Linked DNA regions of Sus scrofa: region 1 is linked to region 2. A link is a contact called in public HiChIP or PLAC-seq data. All regions are on one chromosome and are shown on one strand. The core of a region is the stretch at or near the end of the contact, and the rest is flanking DNA. Distances in the headings are between cores, read along the strand shown. Region 1 overlaps ZMIZ1 (zinc finger MIZ domain-containing protein 1). Region 2 overlaps LOC106506054 (a long non-coding RNA gene).

Region 1 (4,056 bases), core at 1,170-3,669, 290 kb after region 2:
TCCCTGGCCTCACTCAGTAGGTGAAGGATCCAGCATTGCCATGAGCTGATGCGGCTTGGATGCAGTGTTACTGTAGCCATGGTGTAGGCCGGCAGCTGTAGCTCCAGTTAAACGTGGTGCAGCCCTAAAAAGACAAAAAAGACCGTTTGCTTTTTTATCATCTATCACTTTTAGCTCAAGTAAATGCCTGCTTTCTGATTGCTCTGTTTCCTCCACACACAATTTTTAGGGGGAAATGTTTTTTAAAATCTGACAGTTTATAGCAGCTAACTATAAGAAAAGCCAGACAAAGTTCATAAAAATAAAAGCCCAGGCTCTGAAGAAACAGCTACTGTCCTAAAGCAGTCAGGCATCCCTGTGTGACTCAGTAATAATCGCTCACCCACTCTGAGCCTCAATTTTCTCCTCCACAAAATAGGATAATACTTGTCCACTAGCTGCTGTGAGGCTGATTGATGATGTAAGGTTTGTTGAAATGTGGCTGGCTTGCCTGAGTGATCTAGATGTGGGCTCTCAGCTTGAGAAGGGCCTGGCTGTGACTTCCAGTTTTGGGGAAAGAGAATTAAAGTCAGGAATTGGGAACTCGGCTTGAAGATCTCTGCTCGTGCCTTGACTGGCTAGTGAGCCCCCGCTAAGCTCTCCCCATTCTGGGGCTCTCTTCACTCTCCTTTTAGAAATGGAGCTGCCCAGAAGTTTTCTTCTCATGTGTAGGCACCAGGTGGTTAAGATGGCTGGACAGGAGTTCCTGTAGTGGCACAGTGGTTAACAAATCTGACTAGGAACCATGAGGTTGCCGGTTCGATCCCTGGCCTTGCTCAGTGGGTTAAGGATCTGGTGTTGCTGTGAGCTGTGGTGTAGGTCACAGACGCAGCTCGGATCTGGTGTTGCTGTGGCTCTGGCGTAGGCCAGCGGCTACAGCTCTGATTAGACCCCTAGCCTGGGAACCTCCATATGCCGCGAGAGTGGCCCTAGAAAAGGCAAACACCCACCCACCCACACACAAAAGAATGGCTGGACAGCAGGGAACAGTGTGGAGGATTGGTTGAGCATGTCTGGACCCAGTGGGAAAAGTGCGTGACTGATTAGCCATGCCTGTTATGGGTGCAGGAGGTGGGGGTGGCGTCCCACACACCACAGCCCTGCCATTCCTGTGCTAGTTGGTCCTTGAAGGCTCGTCTAGCTCTGACTCTCCCACGGACATACCGTCCGCCCTGCCCCTGTCTGGAGCTCCTAGAGAATGCCAGGTGGGTGGATTTGGAGTCTTGAGCTGGGGTAGAGAAGGGACAGTGGAGAACACCTCTTTGTCTGAAAAGCTGGAGCTGTAAGAACATCTGCAGGGTATTTATAGCCTTCTGGAGGATACCAGCTGGTGGTCGGGAACCCTGGCTCCATCTCCAGCTTCATCTCACCCTGTGTCCTCCCAATGTCCTGAGGAAATTATTTCCACCCTCCCTCTTCCCCATTTCATGGTGCATGAACCTTTGGAATCGTAGGCCAGATCAGGGTCACTGCATGGGCACTTCTATTCTAGGGAAAGCTTGCGGTCCAGACCCAGCACCAGACAGCATCATGCTGTGACTCCCTGTCTCTGCACTGTCCTCAGGGTTATACAGCAGTGACAGTCACCTTTCTCACACACAGGGGCAGGGAAGGAAATGAGGAGGAAGCCTGCCACATTCCATGGAGAGCATGATGCAATAAAACATCATGAGCTGTATAACCAGACTGGGGCTCAAGTCCTGGCACTGCCACTTTCAGTAGTGTGGCACTGAGCAAGTCATCAGAACTTTCTGAGCCTCAGTTTCTTCTTCTATAGTATGGTAATAATAATTAGAACATCACAGTGGAATTCTGAGGCTTAAGGTGATATGAGTAGAGAACCTAGTATCTGGCACATATAGCTTCAATAGTTGCCGCTTTCTCTTTCCATGCCGAGGAAACAAAAAGCAGTGGTGGCATAGCCTTGGGGATGAGAGCAAATCTAGCAACCTTATCCAGAGCTGAAGCTGGCCCTCCTTCACCTCTGGGGGAGAGAAGCTGTCAGGGAAAGTTCCCTGTGAGGTCATGGATTTGGAGTCTAGCCAGAAGGTGGCAGGAGGATTTGGCCTCAAGGACGTAGCCTGGGCCTGCTAAGGTGTCACATGCCCCAGAGGGATGGGACACCCAGAGTGCAGATTCCCAGCTCAGGGTGGGTCGGGATATGTGTCAGGGCAACATCAACATTTTCTCCTAGATCAGCCAGCCTCCCTCTCTAGATGAACTCCTGTGCCCCTAAACAGGTTGTCAGGTATACATAGCTGTGTGGGGCTGGCCCTCAGGAAGCCCCCAGTCTGAAACACCCAGGGTACGTTGTGTTGTCCCTTTAACCACCATTGACAGTGGGGGTTCCCATAGGGTGGGTACTGGGAGATTGGGTCATGGAGAGAAGTAGGTCTACCCTTCCAGGATCCTCAAGTGTCAAGCCAAAGCCTCTGGGGCCAGCGGGTGCAGAGTCTTGGCCTAGGGGCATTCCCCGAGTTGAGGAGGGGGACCTGGTTTGGGACGAGCTCTTGTCCAAATCAGGATTTCCCTTTTCTGAACACTCTACCCTGAGCCACTTCACTTACTCAGCTCCTCAGCCCAGTGGGTTAGGGAAGGGATGCACCTTTCTGCCTGACAGATGAGAGCACAGGCTCCGGGAGATAAAGCGCCCCCCCCGCCCCACGGCCTCACAGCCAAGACGATCTGGCTCTCGGGACCCACCCCCTACCCAGGGACCTCACCCTGTGCAAGGCCACAAGCTGACCCAAGGGCCTGCTCCAGTTGCCCGGCCAAGAATGGGAAGCAGCTGGTCCTGGTCAGCTGCCTGGAGCTGCCTCTTCCCTCCTCCCCCCTCACGTTCTGTCCCTCTGCTTCTCCTCCTAACTTCCCTGGGGTAGGGCACAAAGTCACTCTGACTGTCTTTGCCTCACCACCACCCTCTTCCTCTGTCTCCAGGCAGTGTACCCAGTGTAGGCACCGAAGATTGGGTGTGGAAGTGTCACCTGCTGTGTGACCACAGGGAGCTGCTACATCTCTCTGAGCTCCTTTATCTCTCTTTTTTTTTTTTCTATTTTTTATTTATTTGTTTTTATATTTTTTAATTGTTATTTCCCCGATACAATTTTTTTTCTGCTGTACAGCATGGTGACCCAGTTACACATACATGTATACATTCTTTTTTCTCACATTATCATGCTCCATCATAAGTGACCAGACATAGTTCCCAGTGCTACACAGCAGGATCTCATTGCTAATCCATGTCAGGATGGCTGAGGGGTCTAAGGCACCAGACTCAAGCTTCTGCTTCCTTTATCTTTAAGATGAGAAAGGCATGGGATTCCTGTCGTGGCGAAGCGAAACGAATCCGAGTAGGAACCATGAGGTTGCAGGTTCGATCCCCAGCCTCGCTTAGCAGGTTAAGGATCCAGCGTTGCCATGAGCTGTGGTGTAGGTGGCAGATGCAGCTCGGATCTGGCATTGCTGTGGCTGTGGCATAGGCCAGCAGCCTGTAGCTCCTATTGGACCCCTAGCCTGGGAACCTCCATATGCCGTGGGTGCGGCCCTAAAGAAAAGCCAAAAAAAAAAAAAAAAAAAAAAAAAGATGAGGAAGGCATCAAACTACAGTGCTTTCTTAACCTCAGTCACTTTCTTCCATTTATACTGGTTAAGATGTTCCTTTAGTCTGTTTAGGTCTGCCATCCCTCCCTAATTTAATCCTATCCTAAATAATAATATCCACCAACTCACCAGTGATCATTGTTTTAGTCCACATCCTTCACTATGAAAATGTAAATGTCTTCCCACCTAAAATCCTCCTTATTCTACCAGTGGTTATATGCATCACTCTTCGGGAACCCCAGACCGGGTTGTCAGAGTCTCTTTCAGTCCTGCGATGCTCTGATTAGGGCTGAGTCATTGAATTTTCTTGCCACTCTGGGCCCAGTGATGGTCATCTGTCCACCCATCTATCCATCTATCTGATGAGCATTGTTGAGTACCAGGCTCTAGGCTAAGCTGTGGGAATCCATAACTAGA
Region 2 (4,604 bases), core at 819-3,318:
TGGCTCCAGCCAGAGGTGCCACTAGCTGCCACATCTGGTGGGCCCTGGATCCTGGGCAGGGACAGGTGGGACAGACTGGCACATCTCTCCATCCCTGCCCTGGGGACTCTGGCCACAACTCTGGGCAGGAGGGGGACTCTAGCCAAGGGAAGAAAGGACACAGTGACTTCATCCTACTTTACTTCTCACCCAGCCCCCTCTCCTGACCTTTCCCCAGAAGACCAGCCCATTGCGGAATCTTTTTTTTTTTCTTTTTCTTTTTATAGCGGCACCTGTAGCATATGGAAGTTTCCAGGCTAGGGGTGGAATCAGAGCTGCAGCTCCCAGACACAGCCACAGCAACACCAGACCCAAGCCATGTCTGTGACCCATGCCATAGCTTGCGGCAATGCAGGATCCTTAACCCACTGAGTGAGGCCATTGATCGAACCTGCATCCTCATAGACACTATGTTGGGTTCTTAACCCACTGAGCCACAACGGTAACTCCCCATTGTAGATTCTTGATGAAGATTCTTCACTAAGCAGGGCCTCCTCTTTAAAAGAAAAGTCTTTGTGTATGTTTCCTAATGCCCCGAACTCCATTCTCTGGAATATTGGGACCCAGACCGACAGCCACTTAACTGTCTTGGGTGGTCCAGCTCCTTACAGTGTGATACTGCCTGCAGGGGGTCATCAAGGGTCTCAGTCTTTCCTGAGCCAAATTTTGGGAGGAGACACCCAGTCAAGGGGTTGGAGGGTGGACAAAGGCCATACGCACAGAGAACAGAAACTGGAAAAACTCAGCTTCCAGATAATCATGGCAAAGTGGAAAAAGGTCATGGCTGCCTTCATTCAAGGGGAGGAAGCATGACACCAGGCTGCCTGGGTCTCTGAACTCAGAGTCAGGGCCCTAAGGGAGCACTGACTCACAGAGGGGAAGCTGAGGCCTAGAAGGGGGAGTTCAGCATAAGACACTCAGCAGGTGGCTGCAGAGCCAGAGCCCAGAGCCCAGTGCCCTACTGCCAGGTCCACCTCTGAGCAGGGCCACTGGTGCCAGGCAGACTGGCACTTCACATCACAGCTTAGTGCTCCTTGCTGGGTCTCTCTGGGGCAGGATTTGGGTGTATGGCCATGGTGGGTTCAGGGGCACTACAAGACTTCCACACCTGCAGATAGCCTGTGGACACCTTGCCCCAACCAGGAGGGGCCTTGCCAGAGCCTGCAGTGCCCCCCTGGGAAGAAGTGAGGGTCAGCCGGGCCCACAATCCCCTCTCCTGACCCCTCCCTCCTCCTTGTATCCCCCACTCTGTCCCTATGTCCCCAGACCCTGACCTCGTTCACCCACCTCTGCGCTCTCACTCTTCTGACTTACTTTTGATTCACCCGATTCTCCTTTTCTCTTTTTTCTCTGCATCTCTGTTCCTCTCTCGTTCTCTCTCATGCGTACGTGTGTGCGTGTGTGTGTCTGTGTATTCACTAGGTTTGTTTATCTCTCACACAGCCTTGCAGTATAGCTGAGAACACACTTTTTCATTTATTACCTCATTTGTTTGACAACAACTCTGTGAAGAAAGCAGGGGGAAAAAGAAGGATGATTACTTCTCTCTGTGCCCAGGCTGAAGGCAGAGGCTCAAAGAGCTTGGGAGTGTCTAAGGTCACACAGCTGTCAGGGCCACCTCCTGACAGGAGCATCAGCCAATGTCGGTAAGAGCATCTGTGCGGGGAGTGTTCTGGCCACACTGAGTGCGGGGCGATGCCCAGCCACCTCTTACTCCACTGCAGTGAGCTGCCTGAGCCCTGAATTTCTCTGGGCTTGTTCTGACCCAGATTCTTCCAGATCAGCCAGCCTGACTCCAGACGGACAGCTCCACCGTCCCTAGATGTCCCCAGAGGTCCCTGGATGTGCCAGTAACTGTCAGCATGGTGATTCCTGGAAGCAAGTCTCTGGGGACCATGGCCTGGCCCTGCAGAGTCGTTCGAGGCAGCGAGTCCTGTCTGTTGATGAGTGGCCCCTCGGCTGTGCTGGAGGGGGCTCCCATGGAGATCAGCCTTGTGCTGGAGAGGACAGGGATCCTTTGTCCTGAGCCTGGAGTTTGGCCAGCTGTGGAACAGCCCAGGAGGGATCTGCACTGAGAGTCACTAGGCAGACAGGCATGAGAGTGATGCTTCACTGTCAGGAGCCGCTGCCTGCTGGACCTCTCCTGGGGGGTCTCCCAGGCACCTCCATCACATCCGGGCTCAACATCCCCTCCCACTACCACTGCTAAATCACTCCTACTGGACACACCTTTGGGGAACAAAGAACACCACCAACCAGCATTTGGGGTCACCAACGGCTCCTCAAAGCCCCTCACTCTCAAGCCACATCCCATGAGGGCCACCTCCAAACTGGCCTCCTCTCAGGCTCTCCGTCTCCCCACTTCTGCCACATGGTTCTGTTCTGGATTTCTGCACTTGCTCCCTTCCTGGGCTTTTGCCTCTCATCCACCCCACCTCCACCATGCCCTCCCATCCCAACCATCTCTGCAGAAGAGGAGCAAGAGTGTAGGCTTGGGTTCTGCAGCCAGACAGACCTGGATTTGTGTTCTTGTGCTACTTCTATTAGTGTGACTTTGGGCAAATTACTTACTTTCTGAGCATCTTGACATCAGTGAGCTAATTCTCTTGACTCTCTGTTCATGCTTACGAAGGGACCTACTAATTATGATTTGACTTCCTGCTAGAATAATCTACCAGAAGAGAGCATGCTGAACAGAGGATGAGGCTATTCTACTCAACATAACAGATGTAGGTAGCTCTCTTTGTAAATTCATTATTTGGTATTCTTGTCTGCCAAAAAAAAAAAAAAAAAAAACATAGAATAGAGTAGAGTAGGATAAAATGTCCAAATTAGATGGAGAAATCTGAGGACCTTCTCATAACAATAACAACATCAAAGATGAAGGTGGGGAAAAGGAGAATATGTGTGACTATCCTGCCTTCAAAGACCTGGAAGGCTACTAATAGAATAAGGCCTAGGCTTGTTTTTGTGGTCTTAAGATGCACATGTGGACAGATTTAAATTGAAGTAAGTAACTACCACCTTACTAAATAATTGGGTAGTGAGCCACCTATAACTGGAGGTATGCAAGAAGAAGCTGTGCAAACCTTGGCAGAGAGGTGTCAATCTTCAGCCTTCTTTCTTCCTTTTAACTGCTAACACATTCACTCAACCACAAAGCTCTTAAGTCTGTCTGTCCCCCTCCATCCCCACAGCCACCACCCTGGGCCAAGCCACCATTCCCTCCTTCCTAGATGAAGCAACAGCTCTGGGATGCTTCCCTGTCTCCAAGCTTGCCTCCTCCCCTTCATCATTTCCGGATGTACTCTTCCTAAAGCAAGAAAGAATAGGGTCATTCTGTTCACCTACCACAATCCCACTCCCTGGCCATCATTGCCCTCCTCAGTGCAGAGTCTGAACTCCATAGCACGGGTACCAAGGCCTCCTTACCCAGTCCTGATCACCTCTCCAGTGCACTGTCACCACTCACACCCCCACACGTGATGCTCAGACAAAAGGAGCTACCTGCTGCCTGCTGTTGCTGCCTCCTCTCTCCCCACAACACCCCCCACTTCCCTGGCTTTGCAGACACCACTATCTTTGCCTGCAAGACTGTTGCCTTCTCCATCCCTGCCTGGATGACTCCTACTGTCAAATCATGTCTGAGCTTCCACCTCTCCCCAGAACACCTTCCTAGGTATCCCGTGCACACACCCAGCCTGGGCTAGACCTCTGTAGAAGCCGCATGTCCCTGCTCGCAGCCCGTTATCTCCACACTACATCAGCTGTGGCTTGTCCCTTTCCCCCAAGAAGAACTCAAGGTCAGGGGCCATGCAGGCTTCACCACGACAGCCCCGCCCACACCTGCCGCATTGAATCAGTTCAGCAGCTGCTGGTTAAAGACAGGAAGGAAAGGGGGTGAGGTGGGCACGATGCAGGAGGCCAGGCAAGCGGGGCTGGAGGCTGCCTTTGATGTCCTAGCCCAGCCTGCTTTTCTAGAGCTCAGTCAGAGTACAGGGAGGGAGGACTTGTTACTAGGTTAGGGGCCCTCTGAATAAATTTCTGCTCCTTGGGCCTCTGGCTAGCCAGGGAGTACCACGGGACCACCAGCCAGAGGCCGGGCCCAGGGCCAGGAGGAGAAAGGAAAGCTCCTGGGCAGCGGGGGGAGGTCGGGTCCTTGTTGGCTTGAATGACAGTCCCCAGGCCCAGGCAGGACCATGGCCCCGGCTACTCCTGGGCACTGAGGCCTCTACACCATTTGGAATTCATCACAGCCAGGGCTGGGCTGGGCGCTGGATCTGGCTAACATTATCTTGGAATGTTCAGGGCCTCACATGTATTCTCCAGCTGGTTCCCAGGGACCAAGGACACAGAAGTGCCCCTCCCCACCCCCACCCGCCCTGCTCTCCACATACCCCCCAGGGCAGCCAGACAGGGATAAGAGGAAGGGAGGGACAAGACGGGACACAGATGCCCATCTGGGCTCCAGGCCCTGGCCAATGGCAGGAACAAAAAGAGCCAGAAGAGTGGCCCAGTCCCCTCCCCAGACCCAAGGCATCCACCGCTACCGCTGCCACCACTAA

The links. HiChIP or PLAC-seq counts read pairs in DNA pulled down with a chosen protein or histone mark.
Region 1: a contact with region 2 is called in an H3K27ac HiChIP or PLAC-seq map of skeletal muscle. The contact joins two enhancer-like sites. A contact is called at or near these places in 5 of 47 Hi-C or Micro-C datasets (omental adipose tissue, psoas muscle, skeletal muscle and 1 more) and 1 of 2 datasets of contacts at active chromatin or transcription factors (skeletal muscle).

The regions. Positions count from the first base shown.
Region 1 is chr14:81,526,127-81,530,182 of Sscrofa11.1, forward strand. The region is part of intron 4 of ZMIZ1 (zinc finger MIZ domain-containing protein 1); the gene reads left to right. Among named protein-coding and RNA genes, the nearest start is that of TRNAK-UUU, 73 kb to the right of the region's middle. Within about 2 kb of position 2,420, at least 5 of the 83 cell types and tissues checked have an H3K27ac peak or open chromatin away from gene starts, as enhancers often do. A contact at or near this core is called in skeletal muscle, where this site is marked.
Region 2 is chr14:81,240,528-81,245,131 of Sscrofa11.1, forward strand. The region is part of intron 4 of LOC106506054 (a long non-coding RNA gene); the gene reads right to left. Among named protein-coding and RNA genes, the nearest start is that of ZMIZ1, 170 kb to the right of the region's middle. Within about 2 kb of position 2,069, at least 12 of the 83 cell types and tissues checked have an H3K27ac peak or open chromatin away from gene starts, as enhancers often do. A contact at or near this core is called in skeletal muscle, where this site is marked.